Regions from separate parts of the Mus musculus genome. Here all the other regions are linked to region 4. The links are chromatin contacts, called in public Hi-C, HiChIP or PLAC-seq, Micro-C and promoter capture Hi-C maps. All regions are on one chromosome and are shown on one strand. The core of a region is the stretch at or near the end of the contact, and the rest is flanking DNA. Distances in the headings are between cores, read along the strand shown.

What was found. Promoter capture Hi-C pulls out the DNA fragments that hold promoters and counts their contacts. A called contact is a pair of places that touch in the nucleus more often than the background predicts. HiChIP or PLAC-seq counts read pairs in DNA pulled down with a chosen protein or histone mark.
Region 1: an H3K4me3 HiChIP or PLAC-seq map of neural tube shows a contact between it and region 4, with 4 times the contacts expected there. The contact joins the enhancer-like site here to the promoter of Adra2a in region 4. A contact is called at or near these places in 12 of 39 promoter capture datasets (the 3T3-L1 cell line, 3T3-L1-derived adipocytes, cranial neural crest and 6 more), 3 of 484 Hi-C or Micro-C datasets (embryonic fibroblasts, myocytes and uterus), 9 of 115 datasets of contacts at active chromatin or transcription factors (embryonic forebrain, embryonic hindbrain, embryonic stem cells and 5 more) and 2 of 9 other capture datasets (embryonic stem cells and pancreatic islet).
Region 2: a contact with region 4 is called in a Hi-C map of cortical neurons, with 3 times the contacts expected there. The contact joins the enhancer-like site here to the promoter of Adra2a in region 4. A contact is called at or near these places in 11 of 39 promoter capture datasets (the 3T3-L1 cell line, cranial neural crest, embryonic stem cells and 7 more), 4 of 484 Hi-C or Micro-C datasets (adipose-derived mesenchymal stem cells, cerebral cortex and cortical neurons), 16 of 115 datasets of contacts at active chromatin or transcription factors (SST interneurons, VIP interneurons, a beta-TC-6 cell line and 10 more) and 2 of 9 other capture datasets (embryonic stem cells and pancreatic islet).
Region 3: a promoter capture Hi-C map of second pharyngeal arch cranial neural crest shows a contact between it and region 4, with 7 times the contacts expected there. The contact joins the enhancer-like site here to the promoter of Adra2a in region 4. A contact is called at or near these places in 13 of 39 promoter capture datasets (the 3T3-L1 cell line, 3T3-L1-derived adipocytes, the HPC-7 cell line and 9 more), 1 of 15 datasets of contacts at CTCF or cohesin (pro-B cells), 2 of 484 Hi-C or Micro-C datasets (cerebellar granule neurons and nephron progenitors), 12 of 115 datasets of contacts at active chromatin or transcription factors (a beta-TC-6 cell line, craniofacial prominence, embryonic forebrain and 7 more) and 1 of 9 other capture datasets (embryonic stem cells).
Region 5: a Micro-C map of embryonic stem cells shows a contact between it and region 4, with 2.4 times the contacts expected there. The contact joins the promoter of Rbm20 here to the promoter of Adra2a in region 4. A contact is called at or near these places in 10 of 39 promoter capture datasets (the 3T3-L1 cell line, 3T3-L1-derived adipocytes, the HPC-7 cell line and 5 more), 2 of 484 Hi-C or Micro-C datasets (both in embryonic stem cells), 2 of 115 datasets of contacts at active chromatin or transcription factors (fetal liver and pancreatic cancer cells) and 1 of 9 other capture datasets (embryonic stem cells).
Region 6: a contact with region 4 is called in a promoter capture Hi-C map of second pharyngeal arch cranial neural crest, with 5 times the contacts expected there. The contact joins the enhancer-like site here to the promoter of Adra2a in region 4. A contact is called at or near these places in 6 of 39 promoter capture datasets (the 3T3-L1 cell line, embryonic stem cells, hippocampal neurons and 2 more), 1 of 484 Hi-C or Micro-C datasets (the AML12 cell line), 9 of 115 datasets of contacts at active chromatin or transcription factors (craniofacial prominence, embryonic forebrain, embryonic hindbrain and 6 more) and 2 of 9 other capture datasets (embryonic stem cells and pancreatic islet).
Region 7: an H3K4me3 HiChIP or PLAC-seq map of embryonic limb bud shows a contact between it and region 4, with 4 times the contacts expected there. The contact joins the enhancer-like site here to the promoter of Adra2a in region 4. A contact is called at or near these places in 12 of 39 promoter capture datasets (the 3T3-L1 cell line, 3T3-L1-derived adipocytes, the HPC-7 cell line and 8 more), 4 of 484 Hi-C or Micro-C datasets (3T3-L1-derived adipocytes, the G1E-ER4 cell line, cranial neural crest and 1 more), 6 of 115 datasets of contacts at active chromatin or transcription factors (embryonic forebrain, embryonic limb bud, embryonic stem cells and 3 more) and 3 of 9 other capture datasets (adipose tissue, embryonic stem cells and liver).

The regions. Positions count from the first base shown.
Region 1 is chr19:54,389,715-54,392,998 of GRCm38.p6, forward strand. No RefSeq gene overlaps it. Among named protein-coding and RNA genes, the nearest start is that of Gm31301, 75 kb to the right of the region's middle. Within about 2 kb of position 2,022, at least 4 of the 459 cell types and tissues checked have an H3K27ac peak or open chromatin away from gene starts, as enhancers often do. A contact at or near this core is called in neural tube, where this site is marked.
Region 2 is chr19:54,468,756-54,471,982 of GRCm38.p6, forward strand. The region is part of intron 1 of Gm31301 (a long non-coding RNA gene); the gene reads left to right. Among named protein-coding and RNA genes, the nearest start is that of Gm31301, 4.5 kb to the left of the region's middle. Within about 2 kb of position 1,451, at least 1 of the 459 cell types and tissues checked has an H3K27ac peak or open chromatin away from gene starts, as enhancers often do. A contact at or near this core is called in cortical neurons, where this site is marked.
Region 3 is chr19:54,553,825-54,557,115 of GRCm38.p6, forward strand. The region is part of intron 2 of Gm31301 (a long non-coding RNA gene); the gene reads left to right. Among named protein-coding and RNA genes, the nearest start is that of Gm31301, 90 kb to the left of the region's middle. Within about 2 kb of position 1,732, at least 5 of the 459 cell types and tissues checked have an H3K27ac peak or open chromatin away from gene starts, as enhancers often do. A contact at or near this core is called in second pharyngeal arch cranial neural crest, where this site is marked.
Region 4 is chr19:54,043,653-54,046,824 of GRCm38.p6, forward strand. Adra2a (adrenergic receptor, alpha 2a) reads left to right here and starts at 1,607. Exons shown (of 1, transcript NM_007417.5): 1 at 1,607-3,172. The coding sequence starts at 2,563.
Region 5 is chr19:53,675,626-53,678,602 of GRCm38.p6, forward strand. Rbm20 (RNA binding motif protein 20) reads left to right here and starts at 1,681. Exons shown (of 14, transcript NM_001170847.1): 1 at 1,681-1,967. The coding sequence starts at 1,783. It overlaps Gm46653 (a long non-coding RNA gene), which reads right to left and starts at 146. Exons shown (of 2, transcript XR_001782674.2): 1 at 1-146.
Region 6 is chr19:54,427,919-54,430,774 of GRCm38.p6, forward strand. No RefSeq gene overlaps it. Among named protein-coding and RNA genes, the nearest start is that of Gm31301, 37 kb to the right of the region's middle. Within about 2 kb of position 1,378, at least 2 of the 459 cell types and tissues checked have an H3K27ac peak or open chromatin away from gene starts, as enhancers often do. A contact at or near this core is called in second pharyngeal arch cranial neural crest, where this site is marked.
Region 7 is chr19:53,737,333-53,740,623 of GRCm38.p6, forward strand. All of the region lies in intron 1 of Rbm20 (RNA binding motif protein 20), which reads left to right. Among named protein-coding and RNA genes, the nearest start is that of Gm30943, 15 kb to the right of the region's middle. Within about 2 kb of position 1,694, at least 33 of the 459 cell types and tissues checked have an H3K27ac peak or open chromatin away from gene starts, as enhancers often do. A contact at or near this core is called in embryonic limb bud, where this site is marked.

The DNA.
Region 1 (3,284 bases), core at 772-3,271, 350 kb after region 4:
AAAAAAATTCCATATATCTATATCTATAACTATAACTATATCTATATCTATATTTATAACTATATCTATCATCAATATCTAATCTGTCTTTCATTCACTCTCTCTCTAGAGAGATATATAGATATATAGATAAACATATATATATATATATATATATATATAGATATATATAGATATAGATATACAGGTATACAGATATATATGTATTTAGAGATACAGATATACAGATATATAGATATATAGATGATATATAGATATATATAGTATATAATATATAGATGTATAGTATATAGATATATAGACATATAGCTATACAGATATACAAATATATATATATATATATATATATAGATAGACAGATATACATATATGTAGATAGATAGATAGATAGATAGATAGATAGATAGATAGATAGATCTCCAGCAATCTTTCTTTTTCTGCAAGCTCTTTTCCAGTCATTTCAAGAGTTGTAGCTTGTGTGAAGTTGTTCACCATCAGAGTGCCCTTGTCTACACTTTGTCTCACAGAAGCCAGCAGCACACTGCTATCCTTTCTCCTAGCCACTGGGCCTGGCCAGCCATCATTAGAGATGTATGTGTGATGTTTCCTTGTATTTAACCTAATGTGAGATTTCTGTTTCTGACATAGAAAGGAGCTTTAAATGATCTCTTACTTCTGTATGCCTAGCTTCAGACATTGGCAATGTGGTCTTGCTTGAATGACTGGAATAATGCTCTGTCATTAGCCTGGAGATGGTTCAGAGGAGGAGAGTCAATCTGAGATGAGCAGTGGAGGTGGTCCAGAGCCATTTCCACCCGGAGAAGCCTGTGATGAGATGACTGTGCCCGAGGCAGTGGTTTAATTGGCCTCCTTCTCCTCCTCCTTCTCTGCTGCCTGAAAGGAAATCAACCTGGGACATTTGACTAGAATGTTCTCTGAAGCCTCTTTCTCAGTGTTATCTCTGAGAAGTGAAAGACACCCCTTCCCCCCTTGTGGGTTAGGTTCAAGTAAATGGGAATATTTGACACTTGCCATTTTTCAACTTCTTGGAAAAGAATCAAAGTGGGTGGGGAGGAATGATTGTTAGCAAAGCTCTTATCATCTCTGTGTACAGCACTTCCCCCAGATGTGTGTGTGTGTGTGTGTGTGTGTGTGTGTGTAGTGTTTCTTGGTTGAACAAGTTAAACTAATTTGTGATGAACCTAAGAGGGTAATGATTCAGTGTTGGCACTTAGAACACTGATGCCATTTTTTTTTTCGTCTGCGTTTCAATGTCAATTTCTGCATTCTGAAACACCCCAAGCTATGGCAGATATGCCATGATCGGGGGCGGGGTAGCTCAGGGAAAGAGCCAGCATGCAGGAGGTCCTCTGTTCAAGCTCCAGCAAAATGGAAAACAAAGCAAAAGTCTGATGGACCATCCGTGTTGTTCATGCTGCCAAGGCTTGAATTAGCGGTTTACTGGAAGTTGTTTTAAGAGAACTGAAACCTTAGCAAACCCATTTACCCAGCTGTAAAGGGTTGAACTATCTGACTCTAAATTTCTTTGCAGCTCATTGTTTGAATACTTTTAGGCTTTATAATCCATGCTGAGAAGGAGACATCCTTCAAGATATTTTCCCATCTTAGGAGCTCATCTGCTTATAATTTGTTGCCTGGCCTCCTTATGACCTGGGGTGTTGCACATCGGAGATGGCGGCAGGGCGAGGGGTACAATATGTGACTCCAAGCTCTTTCCTTTATTAGGAACGCTGACAGATAAAGACCAGTTCCCAGGTCTTCTTTATTAGTTCCGCATGATAATGTCCTAGATATGGCTGCTGTTTTCCTTCTGACTCCAACCCGGAGCTGTGGTTCAGGGCTCTGTAGAGCTTCCCATCTGATCTTGCTTTAGATTGATTCCCTATATAAAATGAGTTGACAAGTCCACTAAGCAGCAGGAAGCCCTGGGAACTGGAGTCCTATAAAGAGCTGGGTCAGGGGCCAGGTCAAGAACAAGGGATACATCTGTGTGTACTTACAGCTAGAAATCATCAAAACCCTGCGAGTGGGTGGATTCTTATGGGATAAAGGGTCAATATGCAAAAGCCAAAAGATAGAATGAACAAATGCTACAAATCAGAGTTCTTTCCCTCCAGAGAGCCGGTTACCAGACACTAAGCACTTCCTCTGCATGCTTCTTCGTGGCTGACAAATGGTAAATGGAGAGCGTTAGCCTAGGACCCAAGGTTAGGAGACAACAATACTAGGCTGATACAATTCAGTGTGTCCTCACTGTCTTTGTAGGGAAGGACTATATGCACCCTGTGTGGCTTGCCTATGGGCTCACACAAGAGAGAGAAAGACTTGTGTCCTGTTTGATACTGTGGGATCTCCTAAGCATTGCTGCTTATCCTGGATCCAGTTACAGAGCCAGCCATGCTGCTTTCCCTTCTGTGCTTGCGTAACACTCCTTTACTTGTTCTCCTGGCAGACTTAGTATAAGACTGTGAGTAGAATATACATATATGGATATACACTTATGGGCTGCAGGATGTAGCTCAGTGGAATAACTCTTTTTTTTTTTAAAGTGGCTATTTTATTTATTTACATTTCAAAGTTATCCCCTTTCCTGGTTTCCCCTCAGCAAACCCCATCCCATCCCCCCTTACCCAGCTTCTATGAGGGTGCTCCCCTCCACACCTACCCACTCCTGCCTCATTGCCCTAACATTCCTCTACACTGGGCATCAAGCCTTCCCAGGACCAAGGGCCTCCCCTCCCATTGATGCCAGATAGGACCCCTTTAGCTCCTTCAGTCCTTCCCCTAACTCCTCCACTGGGGATCCTTGTGCTCAGTCCAATGGTTAACTGAGAGTCTCTGCATCTGTGTTGGTCAGGATCTGGCAGGGTCTCTCAGGAGACAGCTATATCAGGGTCCTGTCAGCAAGCATTTCTTGACATCCTCAACAGTGTCTGGGTTTAGTGACTGCATATAGGATGGATCTCCAGGTGGAACAGTCTCTGATGGCCTTTCCTTCAGTCTCTGCTCAACACTTTGTCTCTGTATTTCCTTTAGACAGGAGCAATTCAGGGTAATTTTGGAGATGGGTGGGTGGCGTCATCCATCAACCAGGAGGCCATGCCTAACCTCTGGATATGGTCCCAGCAGGTTCTCCCTCCCCTTTGTGGGGTATTTCAGCTAATGTCATCCCCATGGGGTCTATTCTTCTCTCCCTGTACAAAGTTCAAGTCCAAGTGGATCAAGGAATAACTATTGCTTAGTGTACATAATTCCCTGTGTAA
Region 2 (3,227 bases), core at 201-2,700, 420 kb after region 4:
TTAAATAGTACAGCAGATGGAGACTAAGAAAACCACAACTGGTCAAGCTGCAGAGAACTGCTTTACCACAGCTGGTACATCTATAGCTCAACTCCTGTACCAAAGGCTCAAGGAGAGACATGGAAGAAGGGGAGGGAAGATTGTGAGAGTCCAAGGACCAGGATGCTTGCTGTGAGGTGGGCTCTTCTACATGTGTCAGGAAAGTTGTACTCATAAAAATATTAATAATGGAGCTGTCTAAACAAGACCTTCATAATGACAATATCAGTTGACATGTGGAGTGAGGAACTTTCACAAGGCCCTATCCCTAGATGAATAGATCTAGGCAATCAATGACTTCTGAGAAATGAAAACAGTCTCTTTTCTCCACAGACAAACCTTGTGATAGTTTATCTAATCCAAAGTGGTCAGCTCTGAACACAAAAGCAACACTAAGTGGACTCAGTAGGTTCGGTCTGTCTGTCTGTCTGTGAGTGTGTGTGTGTGTGTGTGTGTCTGTAAACAATAATGATGTCATGGATTTCAGAGGGGCTGGGGGTGACATGGAAGGAGTTGGCTGGGGACAGGGAGAAATAGAAATGGCATAAATACAATACTCATGTATGAAAATATCAAAACAATCAAAATAAAGATGAAAATACTAACGAATATGAACAGGCTATTCACAGAAGATATGTAAGTGGCGAAAATGACATAAAGAAAGAAAGAGCAGTTACAAAGCAATTAGGCACAAGTTTCCCTTCTAACTTGGATGGTCAGGAGGAGAAAAGAAAGTTAAGTTGAAGAGGGCAGGGAAGAATCCCAGTGTTGCTGATGTCACTGAAATGCTGCCTCTAGAAAATAGTCTCAGAGTCTCAAAATCCTATTTTTACACTCCTATTTGGTAATTCTAAATCTAAAACATTTCCCTAAAGTAATTCTCACATTTACAAAGAAAAATACTCATTGCAATGCTGCTTGTTACACGGCAAACTGGAGACAGGTGCGTGACTAACTACTGCATAAAGTGAGCTGCTGTGGAACACGATTCACCCGTGAAAAATGAAGCAATCTTAAGAAGGACCCCGAGGACGTATCTTTGCCTTTAAAGGCAGCTTATCAAAACAATGCAAGTTTAATCCCATTCCTGTCAGAAAGGAAACAAAACAACAATAGAGTTCTCGATGTAAGCACCGCATAGAAATGTGTAGAACGAGATGGCCACATAAACACCAAACTACACTGAGCTGCTGTATCTGGGGGATGCTGTGAGATGTCTGGGGCTAAAGAGATCTGCAGAATATATGCAGGAGAATATGAGCAGATAAACTGTGTTATTAACAAAGCTAATTATACAATGAGAAAACAAAAATCCAAGGAAGGGCTCGTGTCTCATGACTCAAGAAGCTTGTGCCAAGTACTGACAATATGTTGTATAACTGTACATTCCTCCTTCCAAGGAAACTTCTTATTTTTTTTGAGGTGCTTCCTTGGAGATGCGGAGGCCAGAGCACCCATCCTTTTAGCTAATTAGGCACAGTTCTTATGCTAAGGGATAACAGATGTTGGGTCTCACATGCAAACATTGGCTAAGTTAAGTCAGGTCTGACTCATATTAACGTTTTGAAGATACGTTGTTCTCTTCTTACCTCGATTAAATAAGATGTTGGGCATTTCAACTCTCCAGGGCTGTGAATTGATGGTCCTGCATCAGATTTTCTTCCACATTATCTCTAGTTCTCTATCTAATATTGATCCCTCCACTGACTAAAATCTAGCCTTTGGCCAGAAACAATGAATAATAATTGGACTCTTAATTATACCATCAAACAAATGAGCTAGCAGAGACACACACATACCAAATCTAGGATTGCTCAGCATTGCATTTTTCTCTGCAAAACAGAAAAGTTGTGCTGAATTGATTTGGGCAAAGCTTTGCTCAGGGTGATTACTAATATACAGATGCCTATTCTAGAGCCTCTTGATGGATGCTTCCCAATGTTCTGTTCTTATGAGTTTACCAGAACTAGCCAAGCAGGGCCAACTCTCCCCAGGACTTATGTCTTCCTTGAATTTTTAAACTGAAGGTAGAGAAGTCCGAAGCAGTGGCCTGGAACGCCACATGCCTGTGCCTAGCACCAGCTTTTACAGGTCAAGTTTGAATTGCAGATGCTTCATGATGGCTTCCAGGCTTTAGTTACCCTACCAGGACCTGAAGCAGGGCATAAATAACCATTGCAGTCTCCCCCTGGAACAGCTCCCTGTCTTGTGATCAGCAACATAGATTAGATGGGGGTTACTGAATTGTAGTGATGACCTAACCTACTTAACAACCATCAGAAAGCCCCGGCGTGTTGTGAGCACTGTGCTAAGCCTGGCAAACAGTGGCATATAAACCTCGCCTTGGATGGGCTTACAGGCCTGAGATGACAGGGACCTGGCAGCAGGAAGCACAGGCTCCCCAGAGCAGCACATGGGGGTGCTTTGGAGTTGGGAGATGAGAAAAGGCTTCTCTGAGAGAGATTAAGGCATGGGATGATAGAAAGATGAGATTATGAACCCAGGCATGAGGGGTGGAGGAGTTAAGGAGCACTCAGCCTGTGCTGAACATTGATGAGCACCTACCTTCCACCCTACAATGGCTCCGGCTTCCGTCGGTTGGCCACCTTGATTAGCCCACTTACTTAATCCCTGACCATCACCCCAAGTCTTAAGCCAGTTCTGCACCTGCTCTCTCCTCTCTGTAACACAGAAGGAAGCCCCCTGGCTCTCTCCGTGATGGCTCCATTTCCACTCTTGGTGACTCACCCCCTCTTCATGCATCTGTTATCTACCCAAATGACTTCAGTAAAATAACAGAAGTCACCCCGCATCTCAGTAATTCCTCCCTTTCAGCTGCCATTTCGTGTGTGCAAAGCCATGCCCTTGCAAAAGCACAGGGCACTCATCTTCCTGAAGCCACCCAGGGATGCTAAGTCATCATAATGGCCCCACTTACTGTCTTTGCTTTTGGTAATAAGGACAGTCAGGAAGCCTTTCTTTGAGCCACCTTTTTTTTTTTTTCTCCTGTGGTCTAATAGACACTTTCCGTTTGCAATTGAATTTGACATAATCTGTTCTTAAGGGCTACACACCATGAGGTAAGGCTTCCAAGCTCATTGCAAAGGCTTCGTGCCACAATGAGGAATTTTCAGAGACCTTAACATATGAGCTGAGCAGCCGCCAAGCCCTTTCTTCTGCACTCACCT
Region 3 (3,291 bases), core at 482-2,981, 510 kb after region 4:
CAGATTTTTTTTTTCCATTACAAAAGCATTGTATAGAGAGCAGAAATAACGAGGTCAGAAATGCTCAGGGCTCCCCTAGAGTGCTTGGCAGGTCTTCTTTCCCATCATTCGTTTTCAAGATGAGATGACTAAGGAGCAAAAAGAAAGTTAATTTATCCAGAGCAGTAGAACCAATTAGTGACAGAATTCAGACTAAAACCTAGTTCTCTAGCTTTCTGTTCTGTCTCTCCACTGTGATGGGTTTGCTGATGCTCCTGTGACAGACATTATTTAATTCATCTGACTCTCCATGCAGTGCTTATTAAAACGTGCAATGTGCTGTGTAGCTGTTTGTTCTGAGTAGAAACATTTTGTTCTGGAGCAAGGATGGAAACTCCCAAGTCTCAGAAGACTGAAAAACAGGACAGAACAAAACAAACAAACAAATGAATGAAGGAACAAACAAATAAACTTCAACACAAAGAAGCTCAGAAAGTTACACTGTTTACAAGGCCCCTCCCGACACTGCACCCATACAGCTGCCTGCCAGGGAGGTCAAGAGCTCCAGGGACGCAGTGGTGCAGCTGCCTAGAGTTCCCTATGGTAGGCACTGTGACCTCAACAAAATCACCGGCTCACTAAGGGGGACTTAGGTGGGATCGTGCTGTGTCACTCACGCCCTATTGGGGAGAATAGACGTTTTTCTTTTCCATAACTCCCTGGATAAAGTCTGCAGCAAAAATCTTCCTTTCTACCCAGCAACACTTGCAGTATCATTACATTGAGAGTGAAATGTATTTTTGTGCTCACATGGGTCTGACACACAGTAGGCTTCTCTGTGGTTACCAGCACACCGATTCACAATACTGTAATCAATGGTTTCCCGTGTTATTCAGAGTCACACGTCTTAGACCAGCTAAGAAACACAATGGCGGCATAAACTAAAGCAGGCTGGTCTTTGGGAAGAAGATCAAGGCAGCCATGGCCAGGTTGAAGCACCTTACACGCCCCCTCCCCGCTCCAACCTTGTGCCTGCAGGCTCCCATCATCCTTCAGTAAATGCAGGCTGTTAGCTGTGTACAAGCAACTCAAGCTTCAGACCCCTAACAAGAAGACTTTGCTGCCTCCTCCATCAGTGTTTCCTCTTTCCCCTCGGCGCTGAAAATTGGAAGAGACAAGCAGCGATGTTTCCATTTTATTCAAACTCACGTTTGTTTTCCATCAAATTATAGTTTTCTCCTTAAATGGGTGTATTTTATTTCTTGGCTCGTTATTTATTATCATTTCATTTATTTTGAAGTGGAAACTTCAAGCAGTTTGATTAAGAGATTAAATACAGTCCCTTTCTAGAGCTAAAAATAAATGAGCAGATCTAGGTGCCGGGGGCATTAGGTTTTGAAATATTTGGGGTTGTGATCAGATCTCTAAACACATTGTTGCCAAATGCTCCCCGCTTCTTTCCAAAGTTTAAACACATGTGTATTTAAAGGGTAAGGCAATACAATGTTTTCAAAGCCAGTGCTGAAATACAAGGACTTTGTAATGGCCTTGTCTTTAAAAGGTAAAAAATGAATGAAACCGAGGGGCGAAGAAAAGCTGGTGTAGAAGATAGAAGCTTTTGGTCTTCATTCTCTACCCATCCCTTCACAGTTCCAGAGAGGAAGTTTGTCAAATGCTTTCACCTCTGTCCAAGCAAAGTCAGTCCCACAAGACAGGAACACAAGCCCGGCAAGATGCTCTGTGCTTTACATATGGTGCCAATTTACTCTTAAGAGTCATTCTTAGGTGGGGGAATTCTTGGCTTCTGAGACTCAGAATTCATCTTTCTCAGTATTTCAGAGAAGAAAATTACAGAGAGGGTATTTTTACATCAAGTCTGATTAATTGTGAGGACTGTGGACTTTTAAAAGAATTGTTATTGAGTGTGTTGGAGCTGAATCCATATGTGAGATGCAAAATATATATCATGTGAGATGCAAAATATATATCATGAGGCATTCACATGATTGCCCAGCTCAGAGGCAAAGATGTTTGCCAGGTAATCTGAAAAGTATAAAATTGACAGCCCAAACCCATGCAGAGGTATAAAGGGGTAACCAACTCCAAAAAGTTTCCCTCTGATCTCCACACAAATGCTATAGATGATAGTATATGTCTGTATACATGCAGTGATAATTAAAGTTTACATAATGCACATACATGCTACATGAAAAAAAATTATTTTATCTTAGGCTGCTGAAGAAAAAAAACTAAGCATAAAAGAATATTCAAAACAGTGTTGTGAGTGTATGTGTGTGTGTGTGTGTGAGAGAGAGAGAGAGAGAGAGAGAGAGAGAGAGAGAGAGAGATATGAAAATTATTAGGTTCCTATAGGCCTAGCAATGCCCATCTAAAAGCATCCATAAAGTGTCCTCTGAGAACCAAGAGTTAGTTGGCAAAATTAAAAGAATGAATATAAATTGTTACAGCAAAAAGAGCGTTCTTTTTTTTTTTCATGGAAGGAAAGCCTATCTTCTTGTGCTAATGGAAAAAAGTTGCCCCCCCCCCTACACACACAAAGAGAAAGAAATGTACATGGGTTAAAAATGACTTTAAAGAAATAAGAAATAAAGTAGAACAAAGAAAACTTACTACAAGTATGAGTTCTGGTGAGTCTTATAATCTTATTTAAGCCTCAGCTAAGTATTTATTGATCACTCTAGACACATTTGACAATCCCTCCATTAAATGTCTTGGGTGGCCCAGTAAAATCTGGAACAATATAAATCAATGGCTGGAATCAAGCAGACATTAAGACGTCTCTTAATGACATTGAGAGATTTCTGTAATATTCACATCTCAGGAAACACAGCAGACTGAGAAATTACCATCACTATGAAATCACACTAATGGACTCATTGTGAGATGGAAGGTTGACTCCAGATCATGTGACCCACCAGAAACAATTGCTATCTGCTATCTCCTACTTTATATCCTAAAGTTTCTCATTGGGGGAGATTGCAAAGATGGTGCATGTAGCTAGAGGAATTAATATGATTGATGATTTATATGCTGAAAAATAATCATCATTGTTTTTGGTAGCGTGGAAACCAGAGAACAATAGGGCTGAAGAATTAAGCTGTCATCTTCCACATTGGGTCAGAGCAATGGGTGGCACCTTCTTCCCATCAAGTCACCATGGAGAGAAAAAATGCTATAGTCCCTAAGGTTGATTCTAGAGTTCAGTAGAGGATTCCAGAAAAATATAGTGGCAGGTTAAGATTCTCTCTCATGCACTGTGAATGCCAAGTTTTTTTAATTGGCCAAGAAATT
Region 4 (3,172 bases), core at 357-2,856:
TCTGAAGTATGACAGATGCTTTCTTAGGTCTCGTGTGTACCCTGTTGACATTCTGTGCTCTCTGGTTCTCCGTGATCTTCCTGCTGCTCGTCTGAAGAAAGAGTTCGGATGGCACAGTGTATCTGGTGCGACAGATACTCCTGCCTGAGTGCTTAGAAACCTTGCCATCTACTGCCAAGCTCCTACCTTTCTCACCAGAGAGAGAACATAGAAAACACCCTTTCTTTCTTGGCTAGCACCCTGCCCTCACCGACAGATGCTGTGCAGATGTGTGTACTTATCTGTGTATTGGGGGTGTAGGAGAAAAGGCCATGTAAGTGGGGATAGAGTCTAATAAGATGTTTTTCTTTCACGTTTAATTGTACAGATGTGTAAGATACTGTATGTTAATTCAATATTACACACAGTATGTAATGACCAAGTCAGGATAGTTAACTTTTCTATTTCCATAATCAGAAACCCCTTTTTGACAAACACATAATAATCCTATACATTTGTGGAGTTCAGTGTAATACTTTAATTCGTGCACACAGTAGGTACTGATTAAAACAGCGTAAGGCTTACATCTACCTATAATGTCATGGCGCTCTTCATAAAGTAGCTGTGCCTCAACTAATGCTTAACGGTTCCCAGTAGTTTAAAGCCAGGCAAGCAGAGAGGAAGATCCAGGACTCTCACATCTGTAGAAGGTTCCGAGCCTTACTCTCATCAGAGGTAGATCTATACAACCTGAAGATTTCTGCATCATGACATAGTGCAGTTTGAAATCTGTCCGTGTCCCCTCCCCCCCCCCCACCCCCGCCGCCCCAGCTTAGTCCAAACTTGCCCCCAAGATAGGAGAAAAATGGAGGAAAGGACTCCAGAGGAGCCTGGAGCCCTTAAGTCGCTTTCCAGCCGTGACGACCAGCGGCCAGCAGGTGTCAGTGCGCTCTCGTTCTGTCATGGCTCAGGGCCTACCCCTCCAGGACCCTTCCCCACCGCCTTTCAAAGGGGCGCAGTGCAGAGTCCAGGCCTTGAGAGTCCCGGCAGCTGCTAGGATAGGAGGCCTTCTCTTCCCTAAGTATGGATAACTCCGGCCTGGTCTGCTCTCGTGGATGCTGGTCCATTCCGCTCCAGTGGTTCCTTAGGAACCCGCACACGCTTACCTCTCCGGGATCCCTTTCATCCCAGTCACCAGAAGCACCTGCGCTTGACCTGGGGCGGGGCTGCTCGCCAGCGACTCTTATGCCACTCTGCATCTCCTAATTCGGGTCCCAGCACCCTGGCACCCTCTTCTGCTAAAACCCAGCTAGATCGGTGTACCGCTGGGCGCCTGCTACTGTCTCCTGGGCCAGCTAGTAGCCGAACGGCCAACTCCCAGCAGGGGCCGCTCCCCACTCCTTAGGCTCTCTCTTATTGCCCCTCGCTCCCTGTACCCGTCTTTCCAAAAGCCGGGTCCCAGAGGCAGCGCTCTCCCGGGTCCGACTCGGGTGCGGGCTCTAGACCTAAGGAGGGGAGGCGCGAGGGGCGGAGGAGGGTCGACTTCCCACGTGGGGGCTGACGCCGGCTGCTCGGCAACGCCGGCTTCATCCTGGGGCTATAAAACCAGTCCAGCGTAGAGCGGCGGAGCAGCCTCGGCTCCCGCTTCCGTGCAGACGCCCAGCAGCCGGCGCACACCGCCCAGCCACCCAGCGCCTCCAGCTCCAAGTCCTGCGGTCCTGCGAAAACTCACGCGGCCCTCCGACCCCCGCCGGGTCTGTGGCGCTCAGCGCCCACCCAGATCGCGGCTAGCAGCCACCCTTGGCTCCGCCGCGGCTCCTGGAGAGCCGGTCGCTCACCTAGCTTGGCCCTGAGGACCGAGGTGGTGGTGGTGGGGGTGCGGCTTCATGCGGCCCCCACACCCTTCACCCCACCGCCGCCGCCCCCGAGCTCTGTGTACAGAGTCCCAGCCCCAGCAGAGCGCACAACTTTGGAAGTCCCGTGGGGCTCCTAGAGGAGGCAGAGTCCGCGCCTTCGCCGGAGGTCCGGCCCAGCCCTCGCCACCCCGCCTGGAGGGTAGCGACGGAGTTGGAAATCTCTTCGAGGGTATAAGAAGACAGACCTAGGACTCCGAGCCCACACCAACACCCCTCCGCTGCCTCTTGGGGTAAGACTTCATGCTTTCGCTCAGCTTAAGAATCAAGGTATAGATGACTAGCTAAATGCATTTGTATAAATTTCTGACATCTTTCCAAATCATCAGGCCACCGATAATTTCTTTTCTCTTTTCTTGAAGAATAAAATCTCTAACCACCAGCTGGCCCTACTCGATCCTGCCGCTTAGAAATAAAACTTGGCTGTGTTTGAGGAGCTGGGAGAGAGAAAGCACCCACCCGGAGCGTCGGAAGGACGAACCGGTGCCAGTTCGCGGGCTCCAGTCCATGGACCACTAGCGGTCCCCAGCTTGGGCCCGAGCTCCCTGCGGCCCTCTTCCTTATGTGAGGCGCGGCGGGACGAACCCCGCACCGGAGGAAGAGGAGGACCCACGGACGCGGGGCCGGAAGGCAGCTGGCAGCAGGCCCACGAGAACCAGCACCCGCGTTCATGTTCCGCCAGGAGCAGCCGCTGGCCGAGGGCAGCTTTGCGCCCATGGGCTCACTGCAGCCGGATGCCGGCAACAGCAGCTGGAACGGGACCGAAGCGCCCGGAGGCGGCACCCGAGCCACCCCTTACTCCCTGCAGGTGACACTGACGCTGGTTTGCCTGGCTGGCCTGCTCATGCTGTTCACAGTATTTGGCAACGTGCTGGTTATTATCGCGGTGTTCACCAGTCGCGCGCTCAAAGCTCCCCAAAACCTCTTCCTGGTGTCCCTGGCCTCAGCGGACATCCTGGTGGCCACGCTGGTCATTCCCTTTTCTTTGGCCAACGAGGTTATGGGTTACTGGTACTTTGGTAAGGTGTGGTGTGAGATCTATTTGGCTCTCGACGTGCTCTTTTGCACGTCGTCCATAGTGCACCTGTGCGCCATCAGCCTTGACCGCTACTGGTCCATCACGCAGGCCATCGAGTACAACCTGAAGCGCACGCCGCGTCGCATCAAGGCCATCATTGTCACCGTGTGGGTCATCTCGGCTGTCATCTCCTTCCCGCCACTCATCTCCATAGAGAAGAAGGGCGCTGGCGGCGGGCAGCAGCCGGCCGAGCCAAGCTGCA
Region 5 (2,977 bases), core at 431-2,930, 370 kb before region 4:
CAATGTTAGTTTTAGGTGTTTTCCTCCAGGGTTAAGGGAGTGTGTATGTGTGCCTGGGTAAGATGGAGTATGTGGAAGCCACACTCGAGAAGTTAGTGACAGAAATTGATCACAGAAAACTGCCCGTGTCTTCAGACACCCTGTTCTGCTTCTGAGAGGGGCCAGCAAGTAAGCCATGTTTACTTGAGAGATTTTTGCTTTTTTTTTTTTTTTTCGAGACAGTCTTTCTCTGTGTCTCCCCGGGTGTCCTGGTGCTCTGTAGATTAGGCTGGTCTCCAACTCACAGAGATCCCCCTGCCTTTGCCTCTCTAGTGAAGAGCTGGGACTAAAGGCATGTGCCACCCGCCGCCACACGTTCTGTTTTGTTTGTTTGTTTGTTTGTTTGTTTGTCAGACTTGTGTGAATTGTGAATGATGTGTGTGATGTTTAATACAAATAATCGTAACTCTAATTGGCAATGAGAGAGAGAGAGAGAGAGAGAGAGAGAGAGAGAGAGAGAGAGAGAGAGAGAGAAGCTCTCTAAGGTAGGGTGGCAGAGTAGGCAGTTTCAAGGGGAAATTGACACAAGAGTCAGGAGGGACAAAAAGTATCTTTCAGAGAGTTCAAGCAGTTGTCAGGTTTTGAGACATCTTTAGAATTTTCTGGTGTGTGAAGCAGGCAGGCAGGACTTCAGGCTGTGGGATCAGCTCGCTGCCCTCTGGCTTATAACGCACGAGAGAGGAATTTGGCCGCGGGCGTCCGTGTCTGGAACACCACGGAACAGCACAGTCCGAGAGAGCACGAGGCGGCCACTCCCCGGCCGGTGCTCAGGTGCAGGAGGGTCTGCGGGAGCAGGTGTCCCCTGTCGCCGTCTCCAGCTGCTCCGCCCTCAGAGCCTCACAAGTGCGTCGCACAGCTGCCACCCCGGTGCACACGGGTGTCCGGCGCAGGTGGGCTCCGGGCAATTAACAGAGTCGGTGAACTCTCTTCCTTATCCTTTAAATTTCCAGAGACGCTGCCAATAAATATGAAAGAAACGTGTGCCTGGTTTTCTTTTGCTCTCGTGGGAAAATTCAAAGAAATGAATCCACTGCTACCCTGTCCGTCGCCTTTGGGACCCCCGAAGCGACAGCTGGAACTACCAGCGTGGTGAGCTCCGGGGCCTGATCATCTGGGCCCCGAGATCGCAGTCCCACCCACCTAGGGAAGGATGTGACAGTGTCGGGTCCTTCCAGAGGCGCTGGCTGGGCTCCAGCCGCAGGAGGATGCCAAGCCCCGGGCGCACTTCGCGCTGGCGATGTCCTCGGGACTCTGCCGGAGCCGGGCAGCCTGTGAGCTCCGGAAGAAACTACAAGGCGGCGGAGGGCGGCTGCGGGGCGGGCCGGCGTGTCGCCCTCTCACGAGGGTGTCGCGCTGAGGAGCGCCTGGCTGGTCACCCCGAAGGGCTCGCGGTGGCGGGTGGCGGCTGCTACTCACTGTGCCTCGGGTGGACAGGCACAGTTGTCCCGGTCACCCCGCGCGCAGCAGCTCCTGGGCGTCTCGCGGCTTCCGTGGCCCCGGGGACGCCCCCTGTTCCTGTCCCTGTCCCCCGCCCCCTCCGCAGCCTCTCCAGCTTGAGCGCCGGGAGGTGGAGGAGGCGGCGCCGCGGGGACTGTCTCCTCCCCACCCTTCTCGTCTCCTCCCCACGCCACCGAGAAGGACAAGGGGACTGGGCACAGGGACCCCGGCCAGTGAGCGCTTGTGTTCCGGGACCGCCCCTCCCGCGCGCTCTTTCGCTGCGAGCCCGGGCCGGTGTCGCCGCGCATGGTGCTGGCAGTAGCCATGAGCCAGGACGCGGATCCCAGCGGTCCGGAGCAACCCGACAGAGATGCCTGCGTTATGCCCGGTGTTCAGGGGCCCTCCGTGCCCCAGGGCCAGCAAGGGATGCAGCCTCTGCCGCCACCGCCACCGCCTCAGCCTCAAGCCAGCCTGCCCCAGATCATCCAAAAGTAAGAGGGAGAATGGAGTGGGGCTGGGGTGAGCCTGGGACACACACCAGGGGCCCTCTTTTGTGGCTTCATTTCCATCCTTTGCTAAACTTCGCCCGCCCCGCTTGTGTTTGAAGTGTTGTTGGCGCTCTGAGCTGGGTCGGTGTCATTCTGGCTTGTTGGTGATATTGGGTAGAACGCAGTCAAGTTATTAGTGTGTGGTGGTGGTGGTGGTGGGGCATAATTTTTGCCTTTTCTTATGTGTTCTCTTTTCTCTTCTGATGGTACTGGATCTGTTTTAACTTCATAAGCTCGAAGTTGGGGGAAATGACCCAGAGACTATTTTTTTCATCCTTCTGATCCTTAGAGACCACTGGAATGTATTACGGTGACGATGACGGGTCAAGCGTGAGTGTGAGCGCTTAGTGAAGGGTGTGTGATAAATCGCCACTGAGAACAAAACTACCTTTAGTGGAGTCAACTAGAGATTTGGGACAAAGGGAGTTGAGGGCCTGTAAACAACGCGCAAACAGTTTACAACATGGCCCTTGCAAGGAGTTCTCAGCTGCAGAAAAGGTTTCCCCTAGATACCGTGGTGAACCTCACCGTTCTTCTTTTCATTGGTTTGGTAAGCTGGGGTGGTCAGGGGTCCCAGGAAGCCCCTTATCCCGTCTGGGAAGCGTAGAGGTAAACCGCTGGTGTTTTACTCCCTCGGCTCCTTAAAAAGCATTGTTTTGACAGTTTGAGGCCTAGAATGTCGGATTGTTCGAAGGCTCTTTATTTTGCTTCAGGCTTGGTCCACCTGTGACAAAGTCCTGAAAAATAGTTTGAGTGTTTCCACAAGTCTAATTGGAACATGTAAACTCAGGAAAACTCACATGAGGAGCTGGGGTTTTTTGTTGGCTGTTCTGATCTTGGGGATTCTGTAAACTCACTACGATGCACTAAGGAAAAAAAAAGCAAACATGGAAAAGGAAATGGAAGCAAATAGTAGTCAACTCTGAATGGCTTTAAAAAGCGAGTTATCTAAT
Region 6 (2,856 bases), core at 128-2,627, 380 kb after region 4:
CTGCAAACTGCAAATAAGGAATGTTCAGAACCCTAGAGGGAAGGAGATGAAGCTTGCAAAGTCTCTTATAAACCAGCACCCAAGAAAGACCAGAAAAAGAAAACCTTGGAGAAGAGAGCCAGCCGAGGCCTCCCTCACTTTGCGAAGGGCTCGTTCCTCAGACCCTCCGGCATCTCTTTATCATGTCCTACCATGACCTTTTGCAAGGCCTGGACTTATAATGGGTAGAGATAAGATGGAGAAGGGCCCCCACTCTTGTGTCATATGTATTCATCTGGGGGTGGAAGTATGTTAAGAAAGTTAACAATGACACTTGAATAGCATTTTTATTAGCTGGAGTTATAAACATAAACAATGCAGCCAGATGGGTTTACCATATACAGGAATAAAATTTGAGTTTAAGACACAAATCATCTAGTATATCTCAAATATTCAACAGACAAGTTGGCAGGGTGGGTGGGAAAGAAAATGAGGTGAAGGGTCTTCATACTGGACACAAGGGTAGGAGTAGGGTAATGGGGTAATGGGAAAATGATCATGAGATTTCAATGCTACTCCACCCCATTTCTATGTTTTCTGAGACTGAGTTTCACTATGTTATCTTATCACTACATTAACTCAATCTTTACATCAGCTTCTTAAGAGCCAGGGCGACTGGTGCATAATGACCATGCAGGGCAAATGTGGGACACTGGGTCTAAGAACCACAGTAATGATCCTGCACAGATCCTGTGCTGCTTATCTGGAATCAGCCCCATGTCAACTCTGGGATGAGCAGAGCTGGGGCACTGACCCTGCCTATATGATCCGAGGTCCTGAGAAACAAGGAAGGTTGCAAGAGCTTTACAATCATCTTCACCCAACCAATAATAGGCTGGCTGACAAAGGTGGGTGTTCTGGGCTCAGTCAGTGTTTCTCAGTCAATGTAACTCTAAAGAGGCTTAGAAAGCATGAAGATGTGTGTAGACGAGTATCAATTGTACATACACACTCATTCACACACACAAACACACACACTCATGCACACACACATATACTCATGCACACACACACTCATGCACACACACATACACTCATGCACACACACACACTCATGCACACACACACTCACACACACTCATACACACTCATGCACACACAGAAACACACACACTCAAACACATACACACACATGTACACACACAAACACACATACACACACATGCACACACACATACATGCACACACACATGAGCTGGAGAGGATGGGAGAGATTGATATTACAGAGCTACTAGAATCCCATCCAACATCTGGACCAGCAGCCATGGAAAGAGAAGAGGAAGGCCATGCCAGGTGCTTATTAGAAACATCTGGATGCTGCTGCCTTTGCTGTCATAGGCAACAGGAGGCAACTGAAGTGGAAAGGCAAGTAGTGAGTGCAGAAAGGCCTCTACCCGAGGGGAGTGAAGCCAGGCTTGAACAAAGCTATCCCTGCTGTTCACCTGACCTCAGTCAGGCGGTGGTTGCCCACTTTATACAAAATTCTCATGAAGATTTATTCATTCAGGCAACCAGTATGGTTTTCTGCTCTGGTCTCAGAAGTGGGTACAATGATAAACAATCTCTTCTTGGGATCTTCTAAAAGATAACTACTAACTAATGCAAAAACAAAACATCGATGAGATGCAGAACACACAACTTTGATGTGATAGAGAATAACCAGGAAGACATTAAGCTGTAAGAGGTCAGGAAAGGGTTCTCTGAGGGGTTCACATTAATGTCACATTAGAGTCAGTATTGACATCAGAAGTGCTTTGGCAGATTCAGCAACTAATGCAGGGTTGGGGACCACAGAGACTGCAGTGCAAAGGTGGGTTTATAGGGGGAGGGTGTTGGGACATGAATCCCTATGGGCTTGGACTTGATTGTACATGTGACTCTGATTAACACAACTGACAGGCTTAGACCAGGACTATAACCTGTTCTTGTAGGTGCTTTTAAAACTGTGTGTTGACCTCTTTCTCAAAAGTCAGGTGGGTGGCTGTAACTTCATGGTTTATATACCCAGGTCCTTTGATCTATTCTATTGATCTATGGACTAGTTTCACTTCTGATACTGTTACATAACACTTAGGAAAAAAAAAAACAACTTGGGGAAGAAAGGGTTAATTTGGCTTACAATTTTTCCTGACAGTCTGTCACCCAGGGAATGCTTAGGCAGGAGCTCAAAGCAGTTAGTCACATGGGTGGCTGCTTGCTTGCTAGCTTTCTTCAGTCTAACAGGGTGGAGGACCTAGGAAATAGTGTTGCAAACAGTGGGTTGGGTTTTCCTACATCAATCAATAATCAAGATAATTTGCCACAGATCAAGTTGTGTCAAGTTGACCAATCAGCACAATCCACATGCCTATATTCTGTGCAAGTACTATGCTGGGTTTTTAACTATGGTTTTGTGCTATAACTTAAAGTCAGGTATGGTGATGCCTCTGGCATAGTACATAATTGAAATTTTTCCAGGTACAAGAAGAAGAATGGGTTAGAAAGATGTCCCAGTAGCAAATTGTTTGCTACATAAACATGATGATCTAAATTGGATCCTCAGAACTCCCAGAACAAGGTCTAGCATGATGACACATGTTTGTAATCCAGTACTGGGATAAGTGAATACCTGAAGCTCATTCTTCAACCAGTCTGACCAAGTCAGCAGGCTCCAGAACAATGGGAGAGAACTTGTTAACAAACAAACAAACAAACAAGGCAGATGGATGGTTCCCAAGGAACAAGGGCCCAGGTTGACTGCTGGCTTCCACTAAAATGTGGCTATGTGTGTATGCAAACAGAAAGGCATGCATATGCACACATACATGCATGCACACA
Region 7 (3,291 bases), core at 444-2,943, 310 kb before region 4:
GGCTGAGGCAGGAGGATCCAGGCGTGAGTTGAAGGCCAGGCTGTGAAACTTGGTGAGGCCATATCTCAAAATAAAAATTGAAAAGAAAGAAGGGAAAAGAGTAATCCCTGAAACAAGCAGAGTAGAGGTCCTGCCTAGCGTGGTGAGGCCCTGGGTTCACTGCAGGAGGGGAGATCTCAGTGAGGGGCTGCTGGGGCTAGCCTCCACCACCACCACTCTGCTTTCTCCCTGCACCCGCTCTGCCCTCCCAGCTCTCATGGGATGCTACGGCCTCTTCCTGGTGAGTCCTCAGTTTCATGGAGAGAAAGCAAAACTCAACGAACACCAAACCAGATAACTTCTGTTCTCTGTTTGACAAAACTGATTTCAAGGCAAATTGTGTGGACGGGGTCATTGTTGTTGTCCTGATTTTTCTTTAGTTTGCAAAAAAAAAAAAAAAAAAAAAAGATTGAAGACCAGCCCATTTAAGCTTTAATGAAACAGAAAATGTTTCATGTCCCAATTAAAATGCCTCATTTAGTGAAGAAAATTACTACTACATTTTACATTCTGATGTGTTGTTACTGCATTTTTAAACACAAATAAAAGCTCCAGGTGTGCCAGGCATGGTGGCGCATGCCTTTAATCCCAGCACTCCGGAGGCAGAGGCAGGTGGATTTCTGAATTCGAGGCCAGCCTGGCCTACAAAGTGAGTTCCAGGACAGCCAGAGCTATACAGAGAAACCCTGTCTCAAAAAAACCAAAAATAAATAATAAATAAATAAGTAAATAAAAATGTAGGCAGAGGCAGGCTGTGGGATTGAGGCCAGCTTGGTCTACATAGACAGGGCCAAGTCAGCCACAGGTATTTAGTGAGACCACTCTCTATAAAAGTAACAGATGAAAGAGCCTCTGAAGACAATACTTTTTCTGATTGCTTGAGCTATGTTGCTCTATGTCTCACCAAGGTCAGGATGTTTGGAAATTCTAGACCACTATTAAGTCTCATCCCTGATATTTTGTAGCTGTGTTTGTTGACTTTGATCTATAGTGTCTTCATAGCTGGCTTCTGCCTCTTTCTCTGCAAAATTGTAGCACTTGGTACAGGCTGATGATCTATGGTACTTGGAGTAGGCTCTGGCAGGTGGAAAGTTCTTAAGAAATATAAACTGTTTCTGCTTCATTTTCCATACATGGTACCCATGCATCTCTGGGATAGCCTCACACCTGGAAGGTACCCACGTATCTCTGGGCTAGCCTCATACTTAGGGATATCCAATTACTGAGCTGCATCCCCTTTCTTGCCTTTCCCCAGCTCAACAGTTCTGCTAGACATTCACTGAAGGCCACGGGAAGTTGCACAGAGTACTATAAGATGTGTCTATCAGAATCAAGCCTGGTGGCGAGAGCTGTTCTGGTCTATCCTGAGCCGGAAGGGATGGGGATCCAAGCTGGAGTGTTGAGCTATCAGAAGGGTAAACCCCAGTCATATGAGTGTCCCTCCTCAGCTGGGGGTGCCAGGGTTTTGCAGCTGTTGCTCAGAATAGCAGAGGCTTGGGTGTAGCGGAGCGCCGTGACAGACCACTTTTCTTTCTCTGGCCTGACCCTTGCCTCCTCCTGGTCCTCATAATTGCCCAAGAATGTGTCCAGGCCTTTTGGTGGCTTTTGGGAGCCCTTTATAGCAGCTAGGAAGGAATTCGTGGTATTCTCATCATGTTTAAGAGCTTATACAGGACCCAGCTCATGTTGGACAGGAAATGAACTTCAGGCACCCAGAGAGACTGTGCATGGCTGCTTAACATGGCTGGTTTACATTGTAAAAAACGAACCTGTTGCCATTTAAGTGGCCGAAGAACATTCTTAACTTTACAGAGTTTAATCTGCAGTTGATAGGTTTTCTTTTTTTTTTTTTTTTTTTTTTTTTTTTTCCTTCTTAAGAGAGTGATCTATTCGGTATGACTTATTTGGAGTAGTGTGAAGGAAATGGTTTTTAATAAAAAAAAACTGGAATTGTGGTACAAATCTAGTCTACAACAGTGATCTTCTGAGGTAAATAATCTCAGATGTAGATCATAAAATAGACATAAAACGGAGCTTAAGCATTTACTTCTGCTAACCTGAGAGTCCAGAATGCGCGGTAAATATTCTGTAGTACTAGCTGCATGGCCAATTCATTTCAACTGGAAAATAAAAACCACTAGTGGACGTATAACTTCATTAAGGACACGCTAGAACGTAACTTTTACGTTGCTTCTGCTGGCCATAGTGCTGTCCTGCAACATGTCCCTGGGATTTTTACAATAAGCAAGAATTATTTATGTTATAGAGGGAGAGACAAACATACAATTTTGACTTAGATTCTAGGTAGCAGTCTTGAGGATTTGGGGACCTAGCACTCCTATCCCCAAAGTCAACCCCAGGAAAGGAAGTGAAGTTCAGGGCAGAGTTTGAAACCAGCCGGCAGGTGTTTGAGGGTGGCTCAGACTATGCCAGAAATATGCAGTGGGTGTTCATAAACGCAGGGAGGATGACGTGGGCCCAAGATACCATTTTATATCAGGCATAGATGGAATTTTATTTCACTTTAAGTTCTGGGCTATCAATAGCCCTTTCCTTTTTTAATTTAAAACATTTTTAAAGCATGTCTTCCTCATGCCTTAATCGCAGGTCAGAAATGGGCTGCTGCTGGCCCACACCTCTGCTTGCCTTTGAACCAGGACAGGAGCGACCTTCTGAAGCGGGGTCAGGTTCAATGTGAGATAAACAGCTTGTGATTCTAAACCCGTGTTGACATGTCATCCGCACTGGACAATGTGGTGTTGCTAATGCCCTCCTGCTGCTTGTGAGATGGCCAGGATTTAAATGCTGGGAGGAGGGGATGACTGGTATTTAGATGCTTGCCTGCCATGGAGATGGTCATTCCACAGCAGACACAGCACAGCAGAATAGACACTCAGCTCCTATGCGCAAAACCTAGCAAAGGAGGCAGGTAGAAAGGTTATCTTCTGTTCCACTCTTCGTTTATGTGTCTGTAGGCAGAAATGCTTTGACTAAATATATATATATATATATTTTTTTAAATCTATTTATTTATGTGGGGGACTGAAGAGAATGCCCAGTGGTTAAGATTCAAGTTTGGTTCCCAGAATTCACAGATCAGATCACAGCCATATGTAACTCCAGTTCCAGGGAGCCTAATACCTGCATCTGGCCTCCACAGGTGCTAGGCATGTGCACTGTTGCAGACACAGACTCTATGTGAGTCCCAGGTGCTGGGACTTTGAAGGAGGGCAGGTGACACAGCAGTTAGTC